2 separate regions of the Callithrix jacchus genome follow, and region 2 is linked to region 1. A link is a contact called in public Hi-C data. All regions are on one chromosome and are shown on one strand. Each heading gives the region's core, a stretch centred on a gene start, on an enhancer-like site or on the middle of the called end of the contact. The rest is flanking DNA. Distances are from core to core; before and after follow the strand shown.

The links. Hi-C and Micro-C count contacts between places; a contact is called where the count stands out from the background.
Region 2: a contact with region 1 is called in a Hi-C map of induced pluripotent stem cells, with 1.8 times the contacts expected there. The contact joins the enhancer-like site here to the promoter of RBM17 in region 1. A contact is called at or near these places in 2 of 3 Hi-C or Micro-C datasets (induced pluripotent stem cells and skeletal muscle).

Annotation. Positions count from the first base shown.
Region 1 is chr7:7,707,269-7,711,387 of calJac240_pri, reverse strand. RBM17 (RNA binding motif protein 17) reads left to right here and starts at 2,358. Exons shown (of 12, transcript XM_002750026.7): 1 at 2,358-2,493.
Region 2 is chr7:7,839,586-7,843,704 of calJac240_pri, reverse strand. It overlaps IL15RA (interleukin 15 receptor subunit alpha), which reads right to left. Exons shown (of 8, transcript XM_035306732.3): 5 at 2,522-2,719; 6 at 1,729-1,761. Among named protein-coding and RNA genes, the nearest start is that of IL15RA, 19 kb to the right of the region's middle. Within about 2 kb of position 2,309, at least 2 of the 16 cell types and tissues checked have an H3K27ac peak or open chromatin away from gene starts, as enhancers often do. A contact at or near this core is called in skeletal muscle, where this site is marked.

The sequences.
Region 1 (4,119 bases), core at 1,109-3,608:
GGTCTCAGACCGCAGAGTGGAGACGCCCAGCAGATTAGGAAGAGCCGGTAGACAGCAGACTCGACCTGGAGGAAGTCCTGCAGGCGCTCAGCCTCCTAATCGTGGGCCTTTGCACACCCACCTGTGCTTCGATGGGGGTGGGAAGAGACCCAGTTTAGACACCTGTCTTTGTTCTTCTTCCTTTTTCTGTCGACACACTATTATTTTCTGCTTCTTTTATTGACCAAGTACTTCCTTCTGCTTTTAACATTTTTATTTTATTTCTAGTTTCTGGCACAAGCGCTTAATTCATTTAGCTTATTTCACATTTTTAACTAATACAAAAATGTAAAACCATGAATTGTCCTCTCAGTACTATCCGAGCCAAATCCCATGGGTGTGTCATTTTCTTACTTTTCTAGCTGTTATGTTATTTTGAGTTTGTTTTCCTTTTTAGTCCAAGTGTTATTTAAGCATTTAAAAATTTTCCAGAGGTAAGAATGTTTTATTTTCTGTTTTTTCATTAGTTTCTACTTTTATTGAATTGTAATCAGATAAGATTACCCATATGATTCTACGTATTGAACTATATTAAGATTTTTCTCTGTGGTCTAAAATATGACTAATTGTTGTGAACATTTTCCTTAGACACTTGAAAAGATACAATGTCAATTTAGAAGACATGTTTGACCCATTAGATCTGTCATGGAAATTGTATTTTTAGGTCTTCTCAATCCTCGTTTACTTTTTGTACCCTTAGTCTGGCAAGGAGTGTGCCAATTCTTTCTATCTATTCATTCACTCCTACTGCGTTTGCTATGAATAATGAGATTATGTTATTTGGTGTGAAGATTTTCCTATTTTTTTCTTTATTGTGAACGGTGCTTCTCAGGGTTATAAAATGCCCTTCTTAATCTTACTTAATGCTTTTTGCCCTGAAATCAACCTTAAGTTATTTGTGATTCCTGATTTTTGTTTATTTTTTGCATATTCCTTGGCATATCCTTTCCAGTCTTGTATTTTCAAACTCAGAATAACTTTGCTTCAGCACTTTCTTTATTTTTTTTTTTTTGAGACAGAGTTTCTTTCAAGGCTGGAGTGCACTGGTGTGATCTCGGCTCACTGCAACCTCCACCTACAGGTTCAAGCAATTCTCCTGCCTCAGCCTCCCGAGTAGCTGGGATCACAGGCATACGCCACCACGCCCAGCTAATTTTTTGTATTTTTAGTAGAGTTGGGGTTTCACCATGTCGGCCAGGCCGCTCTCGAATTCCTGACCTGGTGATCTGTCTGCCTCGGCCTCCCAAAGTGCTGAGATTAGAGGCGTGAGCCACTTTGCCCGGCCAGCACTTTCTTTTATACAACATTTAGTTGCACGATGGTTTGTGTTCCAATCTGAGCCTTTTTTTAATAGCTAAGCTTAGGTCTATATTTCTTCCTGTGAGACATTTGGTCTTGTTCTGTCATATAGTTTGGTTATGCTTTCTGTTTTGTAACTTTTTCAAATATTTCCCTACGTTGCTTTGTTTGTTTTGCTGTGGTTGTGTGTGTGTGTGTGTATTATTTGAAAGATTTGTAGTTTTGCTCTGCGTCGCCCTCAGAATTATGCCATCCCATGACGTCCTTAATCCTCTATTTCTTTGGTTTTCTTTTGCCTCTCCATTCTATTTCTTTTTTTCCTCTCATTTCTCATTTTCTTAATCACTGGATTTTAATGGATTATAGTATCTTGGTATATTCCTTCGGACTAAGACGTCTGCTTAAATCTCTACTATTTGACTTATCGGCTTGAACTCTATTTGACACCCAATTACAGATGTAAAAATCACATTTTCCCGAAGTCCCACGTTCCCTTCCCCTCCCTACTTCTGTCAGCGACGTTGTTGTTAAAGATCGAGGCTTTATAGCATTGACATTCTTTTCTGTACCCCAATCGCGGCATCTGTTTCCTTAATCTTATGCTCAACCCCGTGCTCCTTGCCATCCTTTTGCCAGCATCTCGGCTATGCAGATTTATTTTCAACTTTTTGCTTTTGAATGAATGAGATCGAGAGACCTGGAGACACTCACTCCCCCACCTCCCCCAATCAGAAAGCGCGGCCTCGGACCACTTCTCCTTCTTACCATCTGGGGGCGCTGCCGCGCGTTCCTCAAACTTTGTGGAATTTCGAAAACGTGCACCCAGGCGACACCTCTTGGTGGTAGAAGAGGACGCCTGCTGAGGGGAGCGTGCAGTGCGGTCCTCCCGCGGGCAGGGGGCAGTGCGGCAAGGAGCCCTCGGCGCAGGCGCAGAGGCCAAAGCAGGCCTAGGCGCAGGCGCAGGCGCAGGCGCAGGCGCGGCGCGCTCTCCCGGCAGCCCGCGCTCTCTGACCCCGCGCAGCCGAGCGCCCTGAGGACTCAGCGAAGGGTGGGCGCCGCCAAGGGCTCCTGCCGCCGGCGGGTTTCCGCGGAGTGCCGCCCGGCTCCGCGCTGCCGCCGCCGCGGCCCATGGGCAGAGTCGGCTGGGCGGGCCGGGTAAGTCGCGCCCTGGCGGCCCCAGGGGGGCGGCCTGGCGGGACCCGAAGCGGGCGCGCCTTCCCGGGAAGCGCTGGACGCGAGGCCGCGGCTTTAGGCCGCGTCGCGAGGGGTGGGGGCCGGGCCATCTCAACCCGAGCCTCCGCGGGTCTCAGTCCCCGCAGCGGGCCCTGGCCTCTCCGCTCGGCGGTGGCCCGGTACACTCCGCCCGCCGCCGCCTCGGGTGACCCGGGCTCTGGCCTGCTCCCTCTTCCCCTCCTCCTCCTGTCTGCCTCGGGCTCTTCGGCCCTGAAGAGCGTTTCGCCTCCACTTCGTGCACCACGTCCTGACGAAGTTGCCCGGTCCCTAGACCCGGAGCGTGTCCCCCAACCTGGCCCCGCACAGTTGCCTCTCTCCCGGGCTCAGAGAAAGGAGCCGATTCTTCCCCGGCTCTCAGAACTGGGAGTGCAGACGTTGGCGTTTCCCAGACTCCGGAGCTCCCCGAGACGGGAAGGCAGCCCGGACCCCGGCGTCGCCTCGGATCGTGCCGTTTGAGCGGTGTTTCAGCGCGCACTTCCGACCCCAGGCAGTCCTTGAGCTTCACCTATTGCCCAGAGGATGGGAAATGATGAGAATGCAGGTGGAGCGAGGTTCTGCCCTTGCTTGCAGGAGTTTGGTTTCTGGGAAAGCAGGCGTGGAAACCCAGGCTCGGTTTGGTGAAGGACGCGAGATCTTGAGAGAGGAGGTGATGCTTATGTTGAGTCTTGAAGGTACTTTGTTAGATGTGCGAGGTGGGAAAAAAGGCTCCTGGCGGAGGAAGTCACGGCGAAAGTAGCAGAAGTGAAGCGCCGTAGTGCGTTCTGGAAGCTGCAGGTGAGGCAGAGAGGAAGGTTTCAGGAGGGGGTGCTGTGTTTCGAGGAGTCGTCCGGTCAGAACATGGAGGTTTCTTGAGGAGCAGCAAAGGAGCGCCATTGAGGATCCTTATTGCTAGAGCCTGGCATATGGATGGAAAATAGGATATTCTAGATCAGGGCAGGATACGCATATACTCAAATAGACGGGTACATGAGCACTGGCTCCCTGCAACAGATGGAGTTTTTAAAGGATGCAACTCAGTTTCCAGATTTCTAGTTGGTAAAGGCTGCAGACATTTTGATCGTAATGACAGCTTTTAGGGATGATGGGGTAACAATTTATGAGCTAAACGAGAGGGCTTTATTTTTAGAGTTAGTTAGGCAAGGTGCTGCGTGCTGTCCAGTTTGTAACAGCAGGTTGTGCGATCGTGGACCTCTGCGGAACCAAAGACAGCCTTTCTGGAGGCTCTTGAGAGGATTGTTGTACACTCCCAAATGCAGCTTTATTTAAAGTGGATTTCTTTTTACCTGGTTTGTTTTAAATTACCTTCATTCTCCTCTGCATATGAGTTTTTCAGACCTCCCCGCAGCAGGGAGCAGATGATCCCAGGTTAGTCATCTCTCAAGCCTTCCATCATAGTCAATAGTGAAGAATGTTCTGTTACGCTCCTAAATTATAGGTGACTCTATTGGACTGTGTTTGCAATTCTACCCGATGGCATTTTGAGAGTAGCAGACTGTGAGAATGAATGGAAAGATTAAACTGTCAAGGGCAGATGAAGGTATGGGGAAA
Region 2 (4,119 bases), core at 1,060-3,559, 130 kb before region 1:
GAAATGACCTCCGAATTATACATGTAGGATTTTATCCAAAGATATTCTTGCACCTAAAGATTTTTCAATTTATCGCTGTTTGTAAGATAACCACAGAATGCAGCAATCACATGTCCAGATAGGGGGTTGGCTAAGTAAATGGTGGGAATTCCATACAATGGAATATTCTGTAGCTGTTAAAAAGGATGAGGTGGTTTTTGTGTCCTGATATGGGAGGACCTACAAGCTATGACAGCAAGCGGAAACAAATAAGGTGAACAGGAGAAATAAAGCAGCGGTCCAGCCTCCCTTCGCCCCTCTGAGCTGGTTTATACAGTCCCTCTGAAGGATGCCCAGAAATCTGATAGCAAGGGCTGCTTCCTCGTTGCAAGGGGACTTTTGAGTTAGAAATGGAATTTACTTTTCGTCGTTTTTTGAGACAGGGTCTTGTTCTGTTGCCCAGGCCAGAGTGCAGTGGCATGATCACAGCTCACTGCAACCTCTGCTTCCTGGGTTCAAGCAATTCTCCCACCTCGGCCTCCCTGGTAGCTGGGACTACAGGCATGTGCCATCATGCCCGGCTAATTCTTTGTATGTTTAGTAAAGACGGGTTTTGTCAAGTTGGCCAGGCTGGTCTTGGACTCCTGGCCTCCGGTGATGGGCCTGCCTCAGCCTCCCCAAGTGTTGGGATTATGGGTGTGGGCTACCTCGCCAGGGTCTAATTGGTTTTTAAACAATTCTAATCAACTAACAGCTAAAATATCCGAAGTCACTTGATGTTTTTCCAGATGACATTTGATGCAGGTAAAAATGAGACCACAAAATACGAATCATTCTCTAGCAGGAAAATTTATGAACAGAAGGTCACGGTAATTTTTGTCCGTGTCACATTACAGTTGGGTTTTCTGTTACTCTGGAAGTTTGCCAGCCTGAAGCATGACTTGCGTTCTTCTCATTACTGGCATTCTTCCTCCCTGCATGCTTCCTTTCTTCCTCCTGTTCTCTCTCCTCCCCTCCCTTCATCTTTTTCTTTTAGTCTTGCAAATGCGTCCCCCTTTTTCTATCGTCACTTGCACGTTCTCGATCCTATTCTCCTAGCCTTAGCATTGTGTGTGTCTTCTGTAAAGATGAGCGGTTTTTTTGTTTTATTTTGTTTTGTTAACTTTTTTCTTTTTCTTTTCTTAAATAGAAATGAGATCTTGCTATGTTAAGCAGGCTGGCCTCAAATTCTGGCCTCAAGGGATCCTCAAATTTCGGCCTCCCAAAGTACAGGTGTGAGCCACCACGCCTGGCCAAGAGGAGCATTTTATACTGAAAATGTGGACAGCCTCTCTAAGTGCATGGTGCCACGCCGTAGAGAGGGATGGGCAGCATGTGGCAGAGATGCTGCAGCGTCAGTGCTGGCAGCCGGCACCTGTGTTTTCGGATGCTCCCTGCATGGGAGGCGAACCCTGCTGCATAGAGCTGTGAAGAGCTGGCCTGGAGCCCTGTTTTGGGTGCCAGCTTTCTGGGTTCAACTCCGGTAGCCTGACAGCTAGAAACTACCAATATTAAGAAAAATAAGCACATCAAACAGAGAATTCCATAAATTGGCACTTTTTAAACTTTTTATCTGATGGCAATCTTCTGAGAGTGGAAGGGGCCGCTGTCAGGACTGTGCTGGGGGGCAGGCCCGGGCCACGACCCCCCAGCACCCTGGGACTGCGGTCACCTCAATCATAAACATACTGGACAAAGGGACAAACTTACCTATGGTGCTGCTGTTGCCCGGTGGATACCCATCTGCGGAAAACAAAGGACAGTGTCACAGCTTGAGTCCTAGAGGCCCTAGTTCCTCATGAAGCAGGAGAAACTGCACAGCTTGGCTCCCATCCTAGCACCTTGGGAGACACGTGGCTGGCGTAAGCAGACTCGTTTTAGCAAAGAGCAAGCAAGCAGGGTAGCTCACTGAAGTGCTGGCCACACTTAAGAATCAGATAAGCCTTAGCTGGGCATGGTGGCGCGTGCCTGTAATCCCAGGTACTCAGGAGGCTGAGGCAGGAGAATTGCCTGAACCCAGGAGGTGGAGGTTGCAGTGAGCTGAGATCGTGCCATTGCACTCCAGCCTGGGTAACAAGAGTGAAACTCCGTCTCAAAAAAATAAATAAATAAAAAAGAATCAGATAAGCCTTAGAGAAGGTCCACTTTACCTACAGCTCCTCCCTTCCACAGATCCTGGCCCCGGATTGCAGGCAGCTGCCACCACCTCCCACTGTGGGAGGGCACAGATGCCACTCAGACTCTCAGTACAGGCTCTCCGTGCAGGTGACAAGGCTGGTCCTGCCACTTCTGGTGGGGGTGGTGGGCTTGCTTTTCTAGCTGCCCCAAGGGCAAAGCCACGGAGAAAAGGCCAGGCCAGGAGGCTGGTGGCCGGGGGCAGCGGAGTGCCCAGTGAGTCCTGACTTTGGATCGATGGTATAAACCTGCCTTGTGATGGATCTCAGCCCAGATCTCAGAAGCCACAGTGGGGAATAACCTCTCCTGGGGCAACGTGAGTGCTGACCTGGCGGCTGGTGGGAAGCATGTGCTGTGAGTTCCCAGGTCCTGGCTGTCATTTGAGAGGGGCCGTGGGAGGACTCATGACTGCCTATCCTTGTGGTTCCCGTGGAAGGTGACTTTGAAGGCATCAGCCGGGAGCCCGGGCCAAGAGCTGCTGTTGTGGCCACTGTGGTGTCTGACCTGGGAGATGAAGCTGCAGGCTCTGTAGGAGAGTCCAAGGCAGGGAGAACATCACTGGGCAGACTCCCCTCCTCCCAGCTGCGGCGTGGGGTGATCTGAGAGCTGTAGTGAGTCACCCTGGCCAGCCCTCCTGCTCCCCAGCAAACTACTCCTTGAGAGGGTGACATAGCTGTCCCTCTGGAAGGAGCATAGGACCTGTGAGTGCACTAAAGAACATGGCTATGATCACTGCACACGTAAAGAAAAGATCAGCCAGACACAGTGGCTTATGCCTATAATCCCAACACTGTGGGAGGCTGAGGCGGGAGGATCGCTTGAGCCCAGGAGTTTGAGACCAGCCTGGGCAACATAGTGAGACCTTGCTTTTTGTTTTTGTTTTTCTGAGATGGAGTCTTGCTCCTGCCAAGGCTGGAGTGCAGTGGTGCGATCTCAGCTCACTGCAACCTCTGCCTTCTGGGTTTAAGCAATTCTCCCTGCCTCAGCCCCCCTGAGTAGCTGGGATTACAGGTGCCCACCACAATGCCCAGCGAATTTTTGCATTTTTAGTAGAGATGAGGTTTTGCCATGTTGGCCAGGCTGGTCTCAAACTCCTGACCTTAAGTGATCCACTTGCCTCGACCCCTCAAAGTGCTGGGATTATAGGCGTGAGCCACCGTGCCCTGACACAAGACCCTGTTTCTATAAAAACTGGAATAAAAATAAATTATCCAAGGGCGGTGGGCGTGTGCCTATAGTTTCATCTATTTGAGAGGCTGAGGTGGAGACTCACTTGAGCCTGGGAGTTCGAGGCTGCAGTGACCTATAATGGAGGCACTACACTCCAGCCTGGGGGACGGAGTGAGACCCCTGTCTCTTAAAAAAAATAAAAGAAAAAGAAAAGATATCAGCGATCTGAGTGGTTGAGCTTGTTTACTACAGAAGGCAGGTCCAGCGCTGGAGGCTCTGCTGAGAGCAGGTGGAGCTGCGCTGGCTGAGGCCGCTCAGAGCTGCTGCAGGTGAAATACGGGAAGCCAGGGTTCTGGCCTGAACTCTCCAGGCTGTGTTGGAGGAGAACGTTCTGGCGTGCTCCGCTCTCAGGAACAGAGGCTGCCTTACGTTCCGCGACCTCCCTGTCTTCCTTTCCTTCCCTGGAAGGTGGCTGCTCCTGCACTGCACGGTAAGGGTGTGGCGTAATGCTGTTCCCTCTCCGTGGAAAATGTGTCTTCCATTGTGACAGCTGCAGCATTTGGGAAATGTGGGGCTGAGCACCGTGGCTCTGGGGAAATGTGGGGCTGAGTGCCGTGGCTCTGGGGAATGTGGCGCTGAGCGCCGTGGCTCTCTGGACGCACTGTTGTTGCCATGTTCCCATGTTCTCCCAGCCAAGCAGGTCAGGAGAAGTCCTCAAGCCCCTTAATCCTTTGTCACCTCCTCACCCTACCCTCA